Linked DNA regions of Hordeum vulgare: region 2 is linked to region 1. The links are chromatin contacts, called in public Hi-C maps. All regions are on one chromosome and are shown on one strand. The core of a region is the stretch at or near the end of the contact, and the rest is flanking DNA. Distances in the headings are between cores, read along the strand shown. Region 1 has its middle 50 kb from the start of LOC123449242. Region 2 has its middle 56 kb from the start of LOC123449243.

Region 1 (5,545 bases), core at 1,540-4,039:
TGCCCGCGCCCCCTCTCCACGATGCCCGGGACCCCGCACCCCATCCATCCAGTCATCGAGAAGGATCGCATCATCGCACCTAGTTGGGACAGAGGAGGATCCGACGACCGGTTAGGGGCATTCTGGAGAGCTTTCTACCCACACAGATGCGAGCTATGGACATTCGTCAATCGCCGCAGTTGGTTCGGGCACGAACAAGCACGAGCACAAGCGCCGCCTGGGCTGCCCATGACCTGTTTGGCGTAATGACACGACAAGCGGTATGTTCTTGTTGCTCTTGTACGATTAACTTTTCATATGATATGTTCAATGTTTTGCATATACCGGTAGTTCTTTTCGGACTTGATGAATGCTTGATAATTTAGGAGTTGACCATGTCGGACATGGTCAATGATAATCATGATCCAGCCCTAATGGAGTATGAATTGGGGGATCCAACCTGTCCTACAATTGAAATTGGGACACCATCAAATTCCAATCCAAGCAAAGGCAAGGGCGGCTACGGCAGGAGCGGCACATGCAGCAAGGATGTAGGTGGAGCATGCAGGTCAGATGCGGGTGGAGCAGGATGCAATGATGGCTTGGAAGCAGGCATCATGGATGGTGTCCGACGAGTGATCCAGCCAGCAGCCAGCGACTGATCGGACATTGATTTTATTTTGACATGTCCACATTGGTAAGCTATGATTTGTTTTGCTTTGTTTCAATCTGTTGAATTCGGACAATTTGTATCGTATAATCGACGTGCATGAATTACATGGATTTAAGGTTCCGCATTTGAGGTGTGTAGATGTGCGACAGCCCATATGAGGGGCCGCCCAGCGCTGTCCGTGGATGCGTTCGAACGCGCCCACCGGCGTATAGGGGCGGATTTGTCAAGTTCGGTTGTAGATGCTGTTAAATCACAATTTTGCAGATGGTTCTAATGTATGCGATGTTTAATTAATACATCAGTTTATATGTTAGATAGACTGCTGATATGTATAGTTACAAAAATCTGACTATTGTCGTCCAAAGGATAAATAGAGCAATAGATAGATACTACATGCAAGTGAACCATTCTAGTAGTCATGTCTTCACAACGTACTGTCTCATCTAGGTCGGGGACTTGTCCCTCGGTTTAAAGCTCTCTCCGTCTCGAATTATTTTTCTTGGATACGAATGTATGTAGACATGATACATCTATATCTAACAAATCTAGCATAAGTAATTTGAGACGGAGATAATTTATCATATGGATTTTCTAGTATATATATATCCCCTTTGGGAAAAAAATATACATCTAAATGAAATTGGGAGCGATGCTCCTCAATTACAAAGAAACTAAAAAATGTATATGGATGAAGAAAAATTGAATCTGAATTTCCATCATGTTGGGCATCGATAGAGCAGATCGAATAAAGCTCCCAAAACTGATCGGTCAGCAACCTGCAATATCCTGAGATGACGATATAAGTGAGAGCTCCAGTGCTACTGTCTTGTAAGGATCTCCTACTAGTAGCTCAAATTATTGATGGTGCATGCATGCATGAACCGTGACCTCACCACTATATTCTCTTCCAGATCAATTAGAAAATGGAATACTTTGCGTTTGTGTGTGCCTTCCATGATTCTTCTCACCAATTGCGCACCAATCATGCTGTACGCAAGCTCGTTCCGTGTCATGCAAGATCCAAGTGTTTGAATATCTGCAGTCATTTGTATGTCTATATTATTGTTGCTTTGTCTTTGTCCATTCTCATGATTGATTGAAGATCAGCTGATATAGCTGCTCAACTAATCCTCCATTGTTAATTGTTCATTAGCTATTGTTTGTCAATCATCAACCTAGCTAGCTTGATTATCCAACCACTAAACAAACATGTTTAGTATTGCACCCATACCAGTCATATATATCTTGTCATGGTTGTTGATGCATCAGTTGCGCTGCCTAACTTGTCCCTTCTCTTGATTTAGCAAGATGACCAATCATCATTTCTCTACGCCTATCGAGAGCTTTGTATTCATCGATGCTTCTCCAGGAAAAGGTTGATCATGTAGCAGCATTCCCCCAATGAGGTTCTTATCTAGTTCTATCCTAGTCACAAGTTGCTGTCGACTATTCGGTTTGCCCAAGTAAACAAAAGCCTGGCCAATGATGTGATGATTTTGAGCAAGAGAAAGTCTCCATGTGTAGTTGACACAAAGGTGAATTTTGTATCTCGATCATTGAGGAAATCTACTCATGCGTGTGAACTAAATTCTTCCCGCCCCAGGAAGGATTCCAAGTGATAAGGCATCAGGATAGATTTTTTTTCCATGTGCCTAAAGTGTGTTCAGATTACCTGCAATACTGTCGAAAATGCAGCCAAGGGTCCTGAGGAATCCTATGCCGATGAATAACTTCGGACAGCATGACGAGCACAAAGAAATTCTGATTAATGATGTATCGAGGAAAAGTACCACCCTAGTTCCTGCCTGTCCTACAAAATATCCTCTAAGAAAAGTCTGAAAATACTGTCCTGGACTTTTCGAAAAGCAAATAATAATAATAATAATAATAATTTCATGTTGCAGCAGTTGAAACTTCACTTCTGATTTTGAGGCATAAACATATGTCCTCGATATGAACAAACCTACCAGTTATTAGTTCCAGAGAAGTCTTTAGTTTTGTAGTTTAGAGATTCTAGGTGTCTTGCAGGAAGTAAACAGGCAAATGATTGATAATAGCAACCTGAGATCATGTCCATATCTTTTGTTTGCTTTCTGTCTGCTTGAATTGGCCCATCTGAGAGGCTAGGCCAAACCACCCCTCCATTAGTGCAATAACAAACGAATAGGCCAATCATTTGGTCATGTAAAGTAGTGGTTATAGTATCTTAATGCGCCATATGGCCGCCATCTGAAAGGGACTATGGATAACGCTCTCCTGTTTGTTTGGACTTAATTTTTAGGTCAAAGACGGTACTCGCCATTAAACAATGGACGCAAAGCAGCAGTGCACAAGCCAGGGACTAGATCTCATTGCATATTTTAGGCATTTCCTGGTGATGCATCATCCGTAGGTCAAACGTCAAGTGCTTATCACAACTAGTAGCCTTCGGCTGGCGGCAAGCCTTTTTGAAAAGGCTAGGGTTTGACTAGCTGTTATGAGGTGGAGATCATTAGTAACGTACGAGACAGTGTTCTCAGTCACTGATTAGAATGAGCCCCCGGCAGGTTGATTGCGTAATGTGTGAAGAGGGAAACAAAAAGGGTGTGAGCTAAAATAAGTGATCCTGGCCAAAGATAACCTTGTCAAATCATGGATATGCATATGTGGTCACTTGAAGAAATGTCTATGAAGATTGAAGGATCAAGACGTCGAGAACAAAAAGAATTTACTTGAGATGAGATCACGGGATTTCACCTGCTCCCATATGAAGCCAGTATCCTTTTTTTCAAAAGGAAAAATAAAACGTGCGGCCAAGATGGTGCTGGAAGGTCTGAACGTTTCGTGCTCTGAAAAATCAAGAGCCCACTAGGCATGAAATGGTTTGTTTGTTTGTTTGTTCGGATACGAAGTTGAAGCTGACCTGCTGCCTTGTGCGTGTCGACCGAGCTGGAATTCCCCGCCCCGCCTGGTGGTGTGCTCGATCGTCAGCTTTGACAATCGGGTACTGGCAAGGACATTCCATAATATCTTGGAAAGTATATGATGGTGTCCAGAGAAGGTTAATCGATCATAGTCAGCAACCACCAATCATCGCGCCCAATCATTTCCTTCTTACGTTAGTCCAACCCGTTCTGACCGTAAAAAGGCCCTCCTCTTCCCTGAAGAACTTCGTCGAACAGAGCACATCTTGTTGTACTGTATAATAATAATTGGCCCTATTGTTTATAACAGATTACCAAACAGCTTATCTAATCTTTATTCTTTAGAAGAAGAAGAAGAAAACATGTCTAATCTTCAAGACATCGAGTACAAGTTGAGAACCATCAACTATACACGCCGTGCCAAAGGAAAATGATCACACGACATACTCATCATGAAAGAAAAATGTGAAGAACAAGGAATAAAGTTAGGGTGAAGGTCAGAGGCGTCGTCTCCAGCATTCCATGGCTGGCGGCACACATGACACGGCAGTGCAAGCAAGAATGGCCCGGGCGCTATCATGACGCACTGGAAGGCACGGGGATAAGGATCTTTGCGCAGCAACGATGGACCGAGCAATACGACATGTATGTACGACGCACTCCGGAAGGAAGCCGATGGATGTCAAAGGCGGCAATAGATGCGTGCGTGCGTGCGTCGTCGAACGGCCATTCGACCGCGGCGGGGGTTGAAAATTGAAAATTACGGCCAAGCGAAGCGAAGCAGATAAGGGCGGCAAGTAATCGTGCTCGTGCGCTGCATTGCATGGCGAGGCGATCGTGAGATCGTCGATCAACCACCGCGTAGGCGTAGCAGTTCCGGCTAATTATTATCATTGCCGTCGCCGTGCGGGATGACGAGGGCGCGGCGCCTTTTGGCCAAGCTGTGTCGGCCGGGGAGAGGAGGAGGAGACAGGGATATGAATGAATAACAGTCGGGCTAGCGTCATTGTTTCTGCCGTGTTGGGCATTGACGGGTGGATTGACCGGGCGACGGGTGGAGAGTGGCCGGCGGCTCGCTGGTGCTGTGTGTGCACCGGCCGGCGGCTTGAGCGCTGTTGCTAGTGGTGGTGATGGCCGGGTGAGCAGTACGTGAGTGTGAGTGTCTCCATCCCGGTCCTGGGGTTGAGGTTGGGGAGTCGATTCGTTCATAATTGGGGGGCAGCGGCCTGATTGCCTACGGTTGTGCGTCTTGTGTGATGACAACCGCCGTGGAGTTTGGTCGGCCGCCGGCGCCGGTGGCAAAGTCGTGGAGAATTCGTGGGCGGCCCGTGCGGCCATAGCGCGTAATGAAAAGGATTCTTGTGTGGGAGTCGCTGCGATGGGCTTCCGGATGAGATTGTTCTTGCCCTTTCGTTTTTCTTCATAAACTCAAGAAAACTGGCGTTTGATTTTTAGCCATGGTATAAATCTGATGTTTTCATGGAAATTTATTCTGACGCGATGATGGCAAATTTAGTTTGCAAGTACGGTTATTTTCTGGCAAAAAAATAAACTGAGACAGATTTGTCATTTTCGTTAGCTAAACTTGTAATTCTCGACAAAAAATAATTTGCTATATAAAAAGTTTGATTTGTCATGATAAAAAATCTAAGGTTAGATTTATAGTAAAGTTCTTTTTTTTAAGCAAAGAATTGTCTGCTGAACCATCGTCCTGAAAATTTAATTTAACGCACTTTGTGTTAAATTGTCGATCTTTTGCATATAGAAGAGACCAAGGGAATCTCACATGGACCGGCTCATTATAACTAGTGCACATACTAGAAATACGTGGACGCCTATATAGAGTCTTAAAAACAAAAACATGGACGCCTCTATTGTTGGAAATATGCCCTAGAGGCAATAATAAAATGGTTATTATCATATTTCCTTGTTCATGATAATCGTCTATTGTTCATGCTATAATTGTATTAACAGGAAACAGTAATACATG
Region 2 (5,242 bases), core at 79-2,578, 350 kb before region 1:
TTAAGCTCAATACAATTTTATACCAAATCTAGTATAAAGTTGATGTACTATTTATTTTTGGACGGAGGGAGTAATAAGTTAGCTATAATATCGCTCCCGGTGGGAATTTGCGATCCATATGGCTGGCTGTCGGTAGCAGGATGGATCAGCCGTCGCTTATCCCACGTGCATGGCCGCGGGATAGCCAACAGACGGGATCGTATGCGTTAGTGATCTGCCCGTGACAGGACGGACCCGTCGCTACGTCGGACTCACAACCATAGCGCGCGCGGCTGACCCACCAGACGCCACGGACGTACTGCAGACGTTGGTACCCGTTGATGCCACACACCGCAGCCAGCACCGGATCCGTCCGTCCCCGTTGCACCGTGCGCTGTCGTCCCTCTGATGCATCCTGCATTTCGGAAACACCTGTTCCATCCTTTCAAAAGCAAGCCGTCGGCAGGTCGACCCGATCGTCAGCCAGATTCGGCCGATCGAGCTCCGGCCGGGCTCCGCATATATCCCCCATATCTCGCCCGATGTGATGCGCCGGCAAAAAGCAGCCGAGGGGGGCAACGCGATGATCCGCGGCCAGATCTCCCTCCCTCCCTCCGCTGCAAACCGCCCGTTTGCGCCCTCAAATCAGCGGCGATGACCCGACGCCGACGGTGCAGTGCAGTACGTGACGGGCCAGTTCAGCTCGCTCCACTCGGAGGCGATCTTTCGCCCCTACCGGCCGGTACAGTGCGGTACGTTCATGTCAAGCTCGACGGGATCGGCACGTACGCACGTACGTGTACGTACCTGGAAGCGGGATTTGATTGCACTAGGCGCGAATCAATCGACCGCCGCATGCATGCCTTGTTATGTACGTACAGGATAGGCACGAATAGTCAGCAGGGGACGGGGATGGGGACGGGCCCATACGATACGATACGGGCCATATCCTTTGCCCGGCGCCGGGGGCCATGCCTCGTCACTGTTGACACGGATTCCACGCCAAAGCTTAGCTTGCCATGCAAACGCTAATAATTCGGTGTGGAGTGGACAGTTGCAGGGGGCGGAGCATGGCCGTGCAGCGGCAGCAGACGGTTTTTCTTCTTCTTTTTACGAGAAGGGGAATAAAGAAAGAAAGAAAGCGTCGACCTGCAGCGTAGTTGCCCTGCTCTGCTCCACAGTTGGCTAATTGAGGGAGGTGGTGAGAGCGAGACGCATGACCCGCTGCGGCCAATGATTGTCTGCAGGGAGTCTTGCTTTTGCTTGTTACACGGGCGCCCGGCCCGGCCGGCGCGTCATGTGGGCTGCACCACCATATCCACAACCAAATCCACCCCGAATGATGATGGGAGACAGCCTAGTACTGCCGCCATCGCCCCGGATGCAACATGGATGGTCCCTCCATCTCGCTCTCGCTCTCGCTCCGCCAACGCGCCGCAGGCGTACCTGCTCTCGCCGGTTGCATCCACCCCTTACCATCCACCCCTTATTATCTGCTAGCTAGCTAGTACCACCGCTCCGTAAGATATCATCCAAGAACAGATCTCTCCTCAGTACGCGTCGCGCCGTGTCAGTCTGACGCGATGAGGACCGAGATTTGAGGATCCCGTTTCATGAATGAGTTGCGTCCAGATCCACAGCAGCCGCACGGCTACATGCATGCATGCAGGGAGGGAGCACTGGCCAAGGAAGCAGACGCTGCCGCTGCAGGGATGCCAGCCAGCCTACCGGACACGACGAACATTCTTTCAATAATTGCGTCTGGCAGCCACGCTGTGGCGCCAGCTCCGATCCGGAGAGCCAGAGATCAAGGCATGGACACGCAGACTGACTGATGATCAGGGAAAAGCCAAGGTCGAGAGGTTCGAAACGACGGTTGTTTTTGAATGCCGAAGCCGGCCGGCAGGGATCTCGGCGCCATGCGGAGCGCGGCGACGCGTCACGGCTAGTGGGGCGCCACATTGAACTCCCCTCTCGGCTCGGGATGCAGATGGGAGCGCGCGCGGTGGCATGCGCTGCGTGTGACCGGCGTTAACTCGTCGGACTAGATTACTGCACCCCGTTCCGTCCCGTTCGGTCACGGGAAACCGGCCGGCTTCCCGTCCGGACGCGCCGTGCATTTGCTAGCGAGCTGCTCCGTCCAAGGGTAGGACGCGCGTGAGCCGTGAGGGGCGGGAGATGCCGCGTGTACCGTCTGCATATTTTAGGACGGATCGATGGGCTATCTAGCCTGGATACTCATGATACTGCCACTAAGTATATTTTAACCCCATGCCTCCCTCGATCGTGTTTTGACTGGCAAGCGATGACATATTCTATTTCTACTCCATATAGAAACCCAAGGGCAAATGACATTTTAGGGGCTGGAAGCATCGAGTGACACTGGATACGTGCCCGTATCATTGGCACTGCATACAAGTTTTGACGTCTCTCACGATGTAACGGCGCACATATATTTTTACTAAAGTCGTGAATTCTGATCGTTTTCTTCTGATTTGCCACCCGCCATCCCATCAAATTAATCGCGTGCAAAAGAAAGCTCCCATCAGAATACTAGTTCCGAAACGTCATTCGGGTCGAAAGTTCTGGAGCAGTCCAAACTAGAACGTCAGCTGTAGTTTCTCCACTTGTTTTATTTTGCACGGTGAAACGCGGTTTGGAATAACTCCTCATCCCCACCGGCACCGGCCACCAGGCTGTTACTATCAGAGATCGGTTCCGGGCTGGGTCCATCACCCATCATTGAATCGGACACGTACATGACATGGATGACCTCGGACGGTTGCTGTAGCCCGATACCAGACGGCCCACTGGTAGTCGCACAACGTAACTGCCAGAGCAGCCACACAAAAGCACCCGAAAATTGACAATCCAATCCGCACGGAGATATAACTCTTGCCGCGAGTCCGGTTCAAGGTTGCGAGCGGAGCGAGCGTCGTAATCGATCATGCACAGATACAGAAAGTAAGTTGATACAGAAAAGTAGGGGGGAGTCTTTCTTTATTAATCATTGATCAGGGTATTGCACAATGGGGTGCTCTTCTCTTTATATAGCCTAGAGGTAAGGGGGATAAATGTCCACTTAACGTTAAGTGGGAAACGTTCGGTCAAAGGGAGGACGCTGGCCGAGTCAGGCCGCGCCGCTCCTATCGACCCGGTAGTTTTTCAACACTCCCCCTTGGACAGTTATCCGTCTGTGATTTGCAATCATGCAGGTTCGACGGGTACCCAGCGTCGGCGTAACCTATAAGAGATAGGTCTTGATTCATTTTACAAAATAGGCCAAGATCTTTGGTCCCTTGTGGGTAATGGAAGATGTACTTGATACCTTTCCAATGTCTCTTGGTAGGTTTAGAACTGTACCTAGCGAGCAAACTGACGGCAAAAGTAATGTCTCGTCGTGTACAGTTTGTAAGGTACATGAGTGCTCCAACTGCACTAACGTAAGGACCTCTGGTCTGAGAGTTTTCTCCCCCTATTCCTTAGGCCTAGACGGGTCCTTGTCTGGCTGTAAAGATCTCCCGGCCATCGGGGTCTTAGAAGGATATGCCTTATCAAATTCAAATCTTTCCAACACCTTCTAGGCGTAGGCCGACTGGTGCACTAGAATCCCGTCAGGGGAATGTTCAAGTTGCAGACATCAGGTAGACAGAACTTGGTTTTACCCAAATCCTTCATGTCAAATTCCGACATCAGGTAGGGAGTTGCTTCCTCAATATCCTTAGGTGTACCGATTATGTTTAAATCATCCACGTACGTTGAGATTATACATAATCCATCTTGGGATCGTCGTACAAAAATACATGGGCAATCTTTATTGCTCGTGCAGACCTTCTGATGAACGATATCTCTTAGGCGATTATACCACATTCTACCAGACTGTCTAAGTCCGTACAATGCCTTTTGAAGTTGAACATTGTATAGACTCATATTTGTTCTATCATGGTTCGGAACATGGATACCTTCAGGAAATTCATGTATATGTTCGAATCCAAGTTACCATATAGGTAAGAAGTGACAACATCCATTAATTTCATTTTCAAGCCCATGTTTAGTGCCATTGAGATCAAGTATCTAGAGGTAACTCCATCCATGACCGGGGAACAGGTCTCCTCAAAATCGACACCATGTCGTTGAGTGAACCCTTAGTAACGAGCCTTGCTTTGTACCGTACTACCTTATTATTTTCATCTCTCTTTCGAAGAAAAACCCACCTATGGCCAACAAAGCGAATGTGGGGGAGGAGTTCGACAAACTCGTCCGAACACCTTCCTTTTGTTGAGAGATAATAATTCAGAAGTAATTGCCTTCGGACAATCTTTCCAATCCGACCTTTTCTTGCAATCGGCGAGCGTTTTAGGCTGAGGGTCAAGATCTATGATTGAGGCAATTTTTGTAGCAAAATTAATGTCGGCACTCAACGTTGCTCGGTTCAGAGACTCCCTCATATAAATATAATCTATGGCCATTTCGTCATGGGGCGCATCTGGCGCTAACAATTGCTCTACCAAATTTCCCATTCTAGGAGCAAGGTCCTTTAGATTTCCCGTGCCGATGTGTGCGCACACATCTCTGCTGGGTGTTTCCCTTATGGGAAAGTTTAAGTACCGAATGTCGTGCACTGGAATTTCCGTACTTATGCCAGGTCTCGACTAGCTCCCCGTTTCACTTTGGGGTACTTTGGTGACACGCTGTAATAAATCTCTCTTATCCTTTTTCGTCAGGCGTCCCCGAGTACTTGGGATTTGAGAAGCCGGATCTCTCGTCTTTGTAGGCCTTTGGAAGGGGAGCAGGTATACCGGTATTTCAACCCTTTCTTGTGCATTGCACGCATGCACATGCGATTTTATCACAGTTTTTAAGTCACTAAAGTGGTCAGGTAATTGATTTGCCATGACTGCAAATCTATTATATTTTGGACTTCTCTCTCAGTCTCAGTAGTGTGCAGGTCATGGGCATGGATTCCCATGGCATGCCACATGATTTCCCGACTTTTAGCATCAAGGGGGTGATTCTCTCCCCCTAAAGTCGGGAAAAAATCCTCGTCAAAAATGCAATCAGCAAAACGAGTCGTGTGACAGTCACCTGTCATGGGGTTCAGATACCTGATTATGGACATAGTCTCATAACCAACGTATATCCCCGACTTACGGAGCGGGCGCATTGCTGATCGCTCGGGTGGTGGTATTGGTACATATACCTGGCAACCGAACCTATGGAGGTGGGAAATTTTCGGCTTCGACCCTTGCGCAAACTGAACAGG

What was found. Hi-C and Micro-C count contacts between places; a contact is called where the count stands out from the background.
Region 2: a Hi-C map of leaf shows a contact between it and region 1, with 4 times the contacts expected there. The contact joins two enhancer-like sites. A contact is called at or near these places in 2 of 6 Hi-C or Micro-C datasets (leaf and seedling).

What each region holds. Positions count from the first base shown.
Region 1 is chr4H:520,214,460-520,220,004 of MorexV3_pseudomolecules_assembly, reverse strand. No RefSeq gene overlaps it. Among protein-coding and RNA genes, the nearest start is that of LOC123449242, 50 kb to the right of the region's middle. Within about 2 kb of position 2,789, at least 3 of the 3 cell types and tissues checked have open chromatin away from gene starts, as enhancers often do. A contact at or near this core is called in leaf and seedling, where this site is marked.
Region 2 is chr4H:520,563,102-520,568,343 of MorexV3_pseudomolecules_assembly, reverse strand. No RefSeq gene overlaps it. Among protein-coding and RNA genes, the nearest start is that of LOC123449243, 56 kb to the right of the region's middle. Within about 2 kb of position 1,328, at least 3 of the 3 cell types and tissues checked have open chromatin away from gene starts, as enhancers often do. A contact at or near this core is called in leaf and seedling, where this site is marked.